Regions from separate parts of the Sus scrofa genome. Here region 2 is linked to region 1. The links are chromatin contacts, called in public HiChIP or PLAC-seq maps. All regions are on one chromosome and are shown on one strand. The core of a region is the stretch at or near the end of the contact, and the rest is flanking DNA. Distances in the headings are between cores, read along the strand shown.

The links. HiChIP or PLAC-seq counts read pairs in DNA pulled down with a chosen protein or histone mark.
Region 2: an H3K27ac HiChIP or PLAC-seq map of alveolar macrophages shows a contact between it and region 1. The contact joins two enhancer-like sites. A contact is called at or near these places in 2 of 2 datasets of contacts at active chromatin or transcription factors (alveolar macrophages and skeletal muscle).

The regions. Positions count from the first base shown.
Region 1 is chr7:4,182,276-4,187,180 of Sscrofa11.1, forward strand. No RefSeq gene overlaps it. Among named protein-coding and RNA genes, the nearest start is that of LY86, 77 kb to the left of the region's middle. Within about 2 kb of position 1,801, at least 17 of the 83 cell types and tissues checked have an H3K27ac peak or open chromatin away from gene starts, as enhancers often do. A contact at or near this core is called in alveolar macrophages, where this site is marked.
Region 2 is chr7:4,563,792-4,568,833 of Sscrofa11.1, forward strand. All of the region lies in intron 1 of RREB1 (ras-responsive element-binding protein 1), which reads left to right. Among named protein-coding and RNA genes, the nearest start is that of RREB1, 54 kb to the left of the region's middle. Within about 2 kb of position 1,795, at least 32 of the 83 cell types and tissues checked have an H3K27ac peak or open chromatin away from gene starts, as enhancers often do. A contact at or near this core is called in alveolar macrophages, where this site is marked.

The sequences.
Region 1 (4,905 bases), core at 551-3,050:
CATGAGGTAGCAGGTTCGATCCCTGGCCTCGCTCAGTGGGTTAAGGATCTGGCACTGCCATGAGCTGTGGTGTAGGTTGCTGACCACAGCTTGGATCTGGCGTCGCTGTGGCTGTGGGGTAGGCTGGCGGCTACAGCTCTGATTCAACCCCTAGCCTGGGAACCTCCATATGCCACAGGTGCAGCCCTAAAAAAAGACCAAAAAAGAAAGGGGGGGGACAGAGAAAATGAAAGCGTGTTTTTGTCTGTATTTCACAGCTTCCTGTAAGGGACTATTTCTCCTATAAAATGTACTTTTTTCGCCAACACATAAAATATAGCAGCTAAAGATTGGGGGCATTTGGGGGATTTTTTGTATAAAGAAAGAGTGTTTTTGTAGGATTTTTAAAGGCAACACTCAATGTACAGTTATCACAAAACATTGGCTCTATTCCCTGTGTGGTACACAAGGTCCTTGCAGCCCGTCTAACTCCCAGCAGCTGGTACCTCCCACAGCCCCCCCGCCCCGTGTTGCCCCTCCCCCTCCCCCTGGTAATTACTGCTTTGTTCTCTACATCACGAGGCTGCTTATTTTATTTTATTTTATTTTATTTTATTTTATGGCCACTCTTTGAAGAACTGGAAAAGAAGCATTTTAAAAAAAATTTTTAAGGGCTCTACCTGCAACATATGGAAGTTCCTAGGCTCGGGGTCAAATCAGAGCTGCAGCTGCTGGCCTACACCACAGCCACAGCCACAGCCACGGCAGATCTGAGCCACATCTGCAACATATGCCAAAGCTTTCCAACAACCCTGGATCCTTAACCCACTGAACGGGGCCAGGGATCAAACCCACATCCTCACAGAAACTGCGTCCGGTTAAGAATCCCCTGAGCCCCAACAGGAACACCAATGAGGTTGCTTCTTTTTTGTGATACTCACTATCTTCGGTTGATTTATTTATTCGCTTACTTAGTCATCTACTTGCTTATTTTGGTCGCACCTGTGGCATGAGGAAATTCTGGGCCGGGCATTGAACCTGTGCCACAGCAGCAACCTGAACCACAGCAGTGACAGTGCTGGATCCTTAACCCGCTGAGCCACCAGGGAATTAACACGTCACTGTCTTTTAAAGAGTAGTTCATTTGGAGTTCCCATTATAGATCAATGAGTTATGAACCCAACTAGGAACCACAAGGATGCAGGTTCGATCCCTGGCCTCGATCAGTGGATTAAGGATCTGGAGTTGCCGTGAGCTGTGGTGTAGGTTGCAGACGCGGCTGGATCTGGTCTTGTTGTGGCTGTGGCGTAGGCCTCAGCTGCAGCTCTGATTCAGCCCCTAGCCTGGGAACTTCTGTATGCCGCGGGTGTGGCCCTGAGAAGCAAATAAATAAATAAATGAAGTCTAGCCCATCGGCATGAGTCCAGTCCGCAGAGAGATGAGCTCCCCCTGCCCTTTGGCATCCACGGATGGAGACAGAGCAACTCTTCCGGGCAGGGGCAAGCTCAGTTCCCGGCTGAGTCAGCGAAGCCGCAGCGGGTCCCCAGCCTGGTGCTCAGACAGGCTCTGCCCACCCTCTCCAGGGCACACCCGCCACAGCATCCTCCCGGCTCCAGGTGAAAGGCCCCAGCACGGAGCATGTGGACACAAACCCCTGCCTTCCAGGAATCCCACACACTTCCTCCCTGGGCTGGTTCCTGGCAGGGGTGGGGCTGGCCCCCGTGGGCAGGAAGCCCAAAGGGCACGCCCAGCTCAGCAGCGATGCTCCGGGAGATCAATGAATCATTCCCTTCGGTCTCCCGTCTCCACGCTGAGAACAGCAGCCTCGCCTTCTCTGTGTGTTCAGAGGACTAAGGCCTTGGACACTGTGGCTGCTTAGGCCTCTCCAAAGGGTGGAACAGCGGGGTGACTAAACACCACTAAGGCACTTAGCGGGTGACCTCCAGCCTGGCCACTCAGTAAACCGCACCCCTAAGAGCCAAGCGCGCCAAACTCCAGGCCATTTAGAGACACAGCGCAGAAGGCTCTGTCTCATATTCTCTCTCCCCGCCGTGGCCTGTGAGCGGTTTATGCCCCCGCTGTTCCCAAACCAGAGCTCCCTGCCCCTGGGCCGCTGCCCCCTCCCCACCGGGACCACCCCTCCCACTCCTCTCTGGGGCCTCAGGCCAAGGCCCGGGTAGGAGACCCTGTGAGCCTGGATTTCTCAGGGAGTGAGACTGAGGGAGCAGGAAGAGTCAGCACAGGGACGTGTCACCACGTTGGCCACCAGACCAGCAACCTGGAAGGAGATCTCGCTCGGCTCTTGGAGAAGCGTACAGCCTGAGACTCAGAATCTGCCTGAGGGAGTTCCCACTGTGGCTCAGCGGTAATGAACCTGACTAGTATTCATGAGGAATCAGGTTCAATCCCTGGCCTCACCCAGTGGGTTGGGGATCCGGCGGTGCCATGAGCTGCAGTGTAAATTGCAGATGCAGCTCGGATCCCGTGTTGCTGTGGCTATGGTGTAGACCAGCAGCTGCAGCTCCAATTAGACCACTAGCCTGGGAACCTCCATATGCCATGGGGGAGGTCCTGAAAAGAATCTGCTGGGGGACGAGAGGCAGGAGCATTTGTTCTTTGGCCCCGGCCCAGCCTCCCCGGCCCTCATCTCGAGGCTGAGGACAGCAGAGTCTGGGGAAGGGCCCGGAGGCGTCCCGCACCAGGGCGCAGGGGAACCAAGACGGGAGTTTGGCAGCATCTCCACTGGGATGGGTCGCATGCGCAGCCCAGAGAATCCCGACGGGCGGTGTGTAGATGCAGCGCGTGACCAGCCCTGGAGGGCAGGGACCTCAGGACAGGAGGGTCACCCCCACGGGGCAAGACCGCCTTGCCACTGACAGCAGCTGTGCAGGAGCTCCTTGAACTTGCGCTTGGAGACCAAGCGTTTAAGCCTCTGATGATGGTGATAAGTCTTCTGTGAACATATTTCGACACCCGGGAATCCCAACAAAATCTTATTTTGGTAGACACACAGCGTGTAACAGATATCCAGGCCAGGGATCGCATCCCAGATGCAGCTGCGACTTACGCCACAGCTGTGGCAATGCCGGACCCTTTACCCACTGCGCCGGGCTGGGGATCGAGCTGCTGCAGTCGGATGCTTAACCCACGGCCCCATGGCAGGAACTCCAGAAACGCCAAGTTATAACCAACACCATCAAGCTCTCTTACAGCTACTCCAAGAGAGGGGCCCGTGAAAGATGAACTGAGAAAGATGAACTGAGGTTGGAATAAGCGCGTTCTCTGTCCAAAGGCAAGTGGGCGTCTCTTTCAAGGCCTGGGGCGGACGTCTACACGCCTGAGAACAATGAGAATCCTCTTGCCTTGATGCCAAGGAAATAGAAACAGAAAAGAAATAGAAAACAGGAATAGAATAGGAATTACATAGAGAAATGTACGCGTGACAGTGACGGGGGGAGGAGGAAGAAAATGTGCCCCCTTCCTCCCCTTGGGTCGGAAAGAAAAGCATATGTTGAAATAAAACCTTGAGAAGATGGTGTTGTGATGAGACACTGGGTCGTGTGTCAGCTGGGAGCTCCCTACACGGCTCCCGGCCCAGAGCGTGGCCGGCCACAGAGGTGCCTGCAGGCTCCTTGCACTTCCTTTCAGTGAACAGTGCTGAAAACAGTGTGTGTGTGTGTGTGTGTGTGTGTGCGTGTGTGTGCGCGAATGGGTGTCCACGTGTGTATGCCTGCTTGTGAATATGTGCGCTTTTATGTGTGTGTGCGCGTGTGCACGTGGTTTTGCACGCGTGTGCCTGTGAGTGCCCTGCGTGTACATGAGCGTGGTCCCAGGAGAAGCCGCAGGGCTGCTTTGCCAGGGCATCCACTCCCATTCCGCCCACAGCGGCCCGAGGCTGGTCTCACGAGCCAGGAGCGAGAGAGAAAAGCAGGGACAGAGGCACACGTTCTCCCCTCCCTGCGTCGTCACTCTACTCCTAAGGGCAGGCGCCTTCGGGGTGAAGCCCAGAACCCAGCGTCTCCCAGCCCGAATTTGGTGGACACGGAGCTGAGACCACGGAGCTGAGACCCTGCGGGGCCCTCCGAGAGGCACCTGCCCTTCCCACGCCCCCACCCTCTCCCCCCGCGTGCCCCCAGCCGGCCGCCGTCCTCTCCTCACCATGGCAACCGGAGCCTCCACCCTCAACTTCCCTAAATCAAAAGCTGGCAAAGAACCCAAGGAAATGAGCCTCCTCCCAGTGACCTGAGGTCTCGCTCTGCGCTGTTTGGACACAAACCCCATCCCCACAGAATACCTGGAAGTTACAGACCGTGCTCATTAAACACGACTACCAGCGCCTAGGCCCTCGGGTTGTCTTAGAAGAGACAAAGCCGGTGGGACGGGAGCCGGGCGGCGCCCAGGTCCTGCTTGGGAATTAGATGGCATGTCAGGGACCCTTGCTATGCTGCCCCGAGACTGTTTCAGGGGCCGTGTCAGGCCCTCCTGGGGGAAAAATCTGGGGGTGGCTTTGTGCCCCTTGCCAGGAAGGGGGGTGGCATGTTCCTGCCTTCCTAACGGGGCACATTCTCGGGTTTAGCCTCCTTTGATGGCTTCAGCTCCCTGTACAATAAAGAAGAATCAGCCCATTTCATAACCAAGGCATCAGAGGGTCTCATCCTGGGGGTGGGGTGGGGGTGGGGGGCGTGGTCCGTGCCTCTGAGAGGTGTGGGTTCCTCTAAAGAACAGCCTTGGCATTGGGACTCCCCATCAGCCTGGCTGACACGTTCTTGGACCTGCTCCTGTGCCTGCTTCCTCCTCTGCGGGGCTACGCCTGCCTCTCAGGCCAGGCTTCTCCCAGCTTCCGTCCCGGGCTCTGCGGATCGGCCCGCTTCTCCTCTCCGACCCTGGGTGATCTCCACGGCCAGGCCAGCATAGCCTGGCTGGGGT
Region 2 (5,042 bases), core at 545-3,044, 380 kb after region 1:
AGGACACCCAGGCATCGCAGTGGGGCTGACTTAGGCCTGGGAAGGACGGCAGAGACCATGGCCTGTCCTCACTGAGCACACCCAGGGTCCCGTGTGTCCTGGGCCAGTTGTTTATCAGGCGAGGAAGCACGCGGTGTGCTGCCTGCGCTCCAGTGGTTAAGGGATGTGATTAAATGCTACTGAATTATTTTCATAATAGCAGTGTGAACTCAGAATTTAATTGAGCTACTGTAACTCACTTCTGGGGTTTCTGGACTTTGATGACGAGAACTCTTAGGTTTGCCACAGACAGAAAGCAAATACATCCGAGAGCCGGGAAAGCGAGTCCTCCTTGGAAGCGGCCAGCCTCTCCCACGCGGAGCACCGGGAGGGCTGGGACACTGCCCTCGGAGGCTTTGAAAGCTGGAGCCGAAATGGATGCTGGCTGGGTGTTGCTCGGCACGGTTCCAAGGTTTCGGAGGCCGGTCGTATTTTAAAGAAGTCAAACAGCCCCTCTAGGCGAGCTGCAGGAAATCCAGCCCCTGGCTGCGCCTTGTGGCGCGGTCAGGGCAGCGGGAGATAAAAGGCCGGACTGTTGGAGGCGAGGCCCCTCCTGTCACTGGATGGCAAACTGTTAAGGGAAGATAAAGGGGGAGCAGGGATGTTCTGTCTGAACGGCACGAGGGGCCTTTATCACAGGCGGCCAAGGCGAGGGAAGGGGTGCCGGAGAGACCCTCAGCTTGGCCCTGAGCTTGGAGAGGACGCCACCTGAGCAGCCGGCGGGCCTGGCCTTTCCAAATCTCTGTGCTCCCAGGTCCCCGCCCTGATTTCTCCCTGGCGTGTCCCCTTCTGGAGACGGCGGGGGTCTGAGTTCTCACCGAGGGGGGGGCCCCGCCCACCTGGGGGTTGATCTCCTCCTGGCCTTCCTGTGCCTGTTTCTCATGGTGGGGCTCGCAGGCCAGAATCGTGGGGAAGAGCCTGGGAGGACAGACAGGGTGTGTGTTTCAGACCTGCTGGGCTGGGGGCTCGGCCCTCGGGTCCCTTCACTTAGCCAGCCCGAGAGCGCAGTTGTCCTGAGCCAGGGTCCGGGCGCCGCAGACATCCCCCCGCCCGCCCATCCGCCGCTTTCCTGGCCGGGGCCTCTGCCGGTCAGCTCCTGAGGCTGGGAGGGGTCGGCCGCCCAGGCCCCCTCCTGCCCCGCAGCGGCTTTGAGGTTTTGCTCAGTTTCCTTGAAGAGAAGCCCTTAGCTTGCTGGTGTTTTTGGTTGATTGGCTTGGGATAAACACGTATCAGCCGCTTCTGTCTCAGGGTCTTTGTTTTTCTTAGAAGCACAAGGGAGAGACATGGTGGCCCGTTTCGAGGCACCGGGACAGGGCTCGGAGCTCCTGATCGCGGGGCACAGCCGCCGCCGCCGAGTCACGCTCAGCTGACCGGCAGTGGTGGCCGCCGAGCGCCCCGGCCCCGCCGACTGACGACTGCCTTTGCCCGACCGGCCCGTCTCCTCACCCCGCGCGCAGGGAGAAGCTTTGCCAACAGCCCTCTTAGCCTCCACAGAGTAATTTTGGTTTTATAAGGAGTGTTGTGCTGAACCCACCCTGAATTCTTAGAATGTGCAGCCCAGATCTCAGGTGAGGCACCTGCCCCCCCCCCCCCCCCCGGGGTGGGAGGTGGGGGGGCGTCGCCTGCATCCAGCTCCTCCTCAGGGCAAAAGTAGAGAAGCCTGTTTCTTCCGCGTGACCCTCTCCCGAGCCTGAGCCGGTCTGCGAGGCCGCCCCGGGACCTCAGGGCCTGTGAAAGAGGAGCAGGATATTGCCTCAAACTCCCTGCAAACTGCTCCTGAACTTTCCCCCAGCTTCCTCCCCTGAGCTGCGAATGTGACCGCAGGCCCCGAGGCCCCGTCAGCAGAGTGTGCAGAGCAGCCCAGTGGCTGCTGTCCGGTTGGCCTGAGCGGCAGGGGCAGGGGGCTGGGGGCCAGCTTCTAGGGCTGGGGGACGAGGTGCCGGCGCAGGTGGGGCGGGCCGAGCATCCGTGGGGGGCCAGCAGCGCAGACTTCCTTGATGAAGCACAGGGGAAGCTCACCAGGATTTGTTTCAGCGACGTTCTGAAGCCGGAGGCGTTTTATTTCCTGCCGGCCTTACAGCCCTGCGAGCTGGCAGCAGCTGTTTCACTCCTGATTGTCGATGGGATTGCATTTGTGATAAGCTAAATTATATTTATATTTCATTGTTACACTTAGGGGCTGGAGCAAAAATTTTTTTTGAGATCTGCAAACGGGGCCCTGCCCTCCAGGCATTGGCGATCCTGCAGGGGAGGCTGTGGGCAGCTGTGGGGGAGCCAGCCCAGGGGCCTGCTGAGCTGGAATGCTGGGGGCGAGCGGTGTCACATCCGTAGCTCATGTACTGTGGGTGCCGTGCTGTTTGTAAAGGGTGTTCACGCGTACCCCCTTGACTGATTGCTCATTTTCCAGATGAGAGAACCGAGGCTCGTAGACCTAAAGCTGGGGGCGAGCTGGGTTTCCAGGCCAAGGTGGAAGACGCCTCGCCCCATGCTCTTGAAGCTCTGCTGTAGGTTCCTCCTCCCAGCGCATCCCTGAGTCGCCCAGTAGGATGACAGAGGGACGGTCCTTTCAGGTACTTCTAACCTGGACGTCGGAAGGACCTTGTCCTGTGGTCTCACCCACTGCCGGGCTGTGTGGTGTAATCCAGCCTCTTGACTGTTTCCAGACGCAGCAAGGTCATCACCCACAAGGCATCATTCCGTCAGAGGGCAGCTCTAGTTGCTCAGAGCTCCGGGATATGGAATCTTGGGGCTCCAGACCCGCTTCCTTCTGCTTCCCCCCAAACCTCTCTCCTTATTCCACGCGCCCGGCCTTCAACCGTTTCTCGTCTCCCCCACTGGGTTTCCTAACCCTCTCATTGCTCAGCGCCCTTTTCCGAACACCTCTTCCGGGGTGCTCCTTGCGGCACGGGGCGTACACGCATCAGACAACCTGGGCTAGGGTCCTGGCTGAGCGCCTGAGGAGCCGCGTCACAGCCAGCAGATCCCCAGTCGTTGCCCTCTCTGATGCGAGGAGGGCTTACATACAAGTCAAGTGCCTAACGCCTCTCCTGGTCCAGAGTTTATGCCCCAGATGGCTGACCCCCTGCCCAGTTATGAGAGAAAGGACACTCCGAAAGACCTGCGTTAGACAAACCCTAGACGGCTGACACTTGGACTGAAATCCTGCTTTCTGGTAGCAGTAGCCTCCTTTGCTGGTTCTAAATTCCTCAGCCAAGGTATGGTGTGGGGGCCGCTCCCACCCTTCCTGATAAGCCCCAGAGCAGATCTGAGGGTGGGGTGGGGAGGGGTGGGGGCTTCCACACCTTATCCCCTGCAGGGAAGACCCTGCCCTACCCTGGGGGTAGGTGAGGGTGCCCTGGGTCTGTGCACAGCCCCGGGGCCACCCCTTGCCGGCCCACTCCCTTTCTCACCAGCTTCCTTGCAGGGGAGAGAACCCTACTGGTTTCTGCCAAGTTGGGCAAGAAGGTGATGAAATACCAGGTCCTGGTGGCCAGGAAAAAAGACTGGCTCACCTGGGGAGAGGGACAGGGCCGCGCTCGAGGGCTGCCAGGGAACAAATGGCTGCCATGTGGCAGCTGCCAAGTGGCTCCAAGTCTGGCAGCAGTGAGATGAGATTCCTTCAGTGCTGGGGGGGCGGGGTGGGGAGCTGCCGCGTGGAGGCCGCTCGTCACTGCAAAGTGTGTACCTGGGACTTGGTCCCATTTCCTCCCTCCAGAGAAGCCGGGAGCCCCGCAGAGGGATGCAGGAATGGTACCCCAGGGTGGCTTCATCCAGCCTGTGCCAGACGACCGCCCCACCTCTCCACACTTCCTCTTTGAAAGAGCAGCTGTCCTCTGACTCACGTAGCTCGGTTTGGTGGACAAGGACCCCTGCCTCCCGCAGAAGTTGTGTGTAATGGAGCAGTGCCACCCCCCACCCCCCGGTCTTTATTTGGAGAGGAGAGACGGCCCTTTGGCCCGGAGCTGCCCTTCCCGCCACACTTTACTCCATGTGGACGTGTGCCTTCACCTGAAGGCCATGCACACTCTTTCTGAAGGGTGGCATCGGTGGCCTGTGTTACTCCTGGTGTCCCGGGGGGGGGGGGGGGGCCGGGCTGGGGCCCTGAACCTGGGCAGAAGGGGCAGCCGCTCAAGGCCAGTCCGTTTTCCTTCCTCCACCATGGGTCTCATTAAGAGAGAAACACAGGAACCGGTGAGGCCTTGGGATGCCCTGGGGTTGCCTTCTGGCACAGTGGACAGTTACTGCCAGGAGGGAGACCCAGAGGGTGTCCAGGGCCGCCGGGAATCCTGGCCAAGGGGCTCACCTTTGGGGACCATCCCACAGCACCCTGGAGCGGACAAGCTTGGTGAACGGCGTGGCTCTGGGTGTGGGGGGGTCTTTGAGGGTCCAGAGCTGCGGGGGGGCCCAGGCTGAGCGGCTCTGCCTGTGCACTGTGGCCCCGGCCCCGTCCTCGCGTCCCACGCATCCTGGTTCCTGGGGGAGCTAGACTAGGCCCCGTGTGGATGGCGCCCTCTCCCGCCACCCCCGCCCTTACTTACTTGACTCTTTTATTATTTCTTTGCAGTAGGTAAAGCTAAAGTTAGACCTGGGATCTGAGGCTCTGCTCCAGAGACTGACTTTTGCTCCGGGGGGCGGGGTGGTGATAAGGAGTGATTTCATTCAGATCCTCATAGCAGGAAGGTTTCTCAGGCCTCCCTTGCTTTGGCGTCACCCTTCTTCCAGAATTCCGCGCACAGCGCCTGTTCCCTTTGGTGAGAGCCAACGCACAGACTGCAGGGCTCGACCCAGAGGGGTTTCTTTCGCATTAGTTCTGGGTGGCGCCTGGAAACCTTCATTTCTTCCTGCAGGTGTAGTTGACCTGTGTCAGTTTAAGGTGTTGGTTGAATGACTGGCTTATTGGGAGTCGGCATTTCTAACCAGGGTCCAAGATGCTGCTGGGTGGGGACTCGGGGTGGCTGTGTTGGAGGGAGGGTCAGCGGTAGCTAGCGTCTCAGTGACCAGAC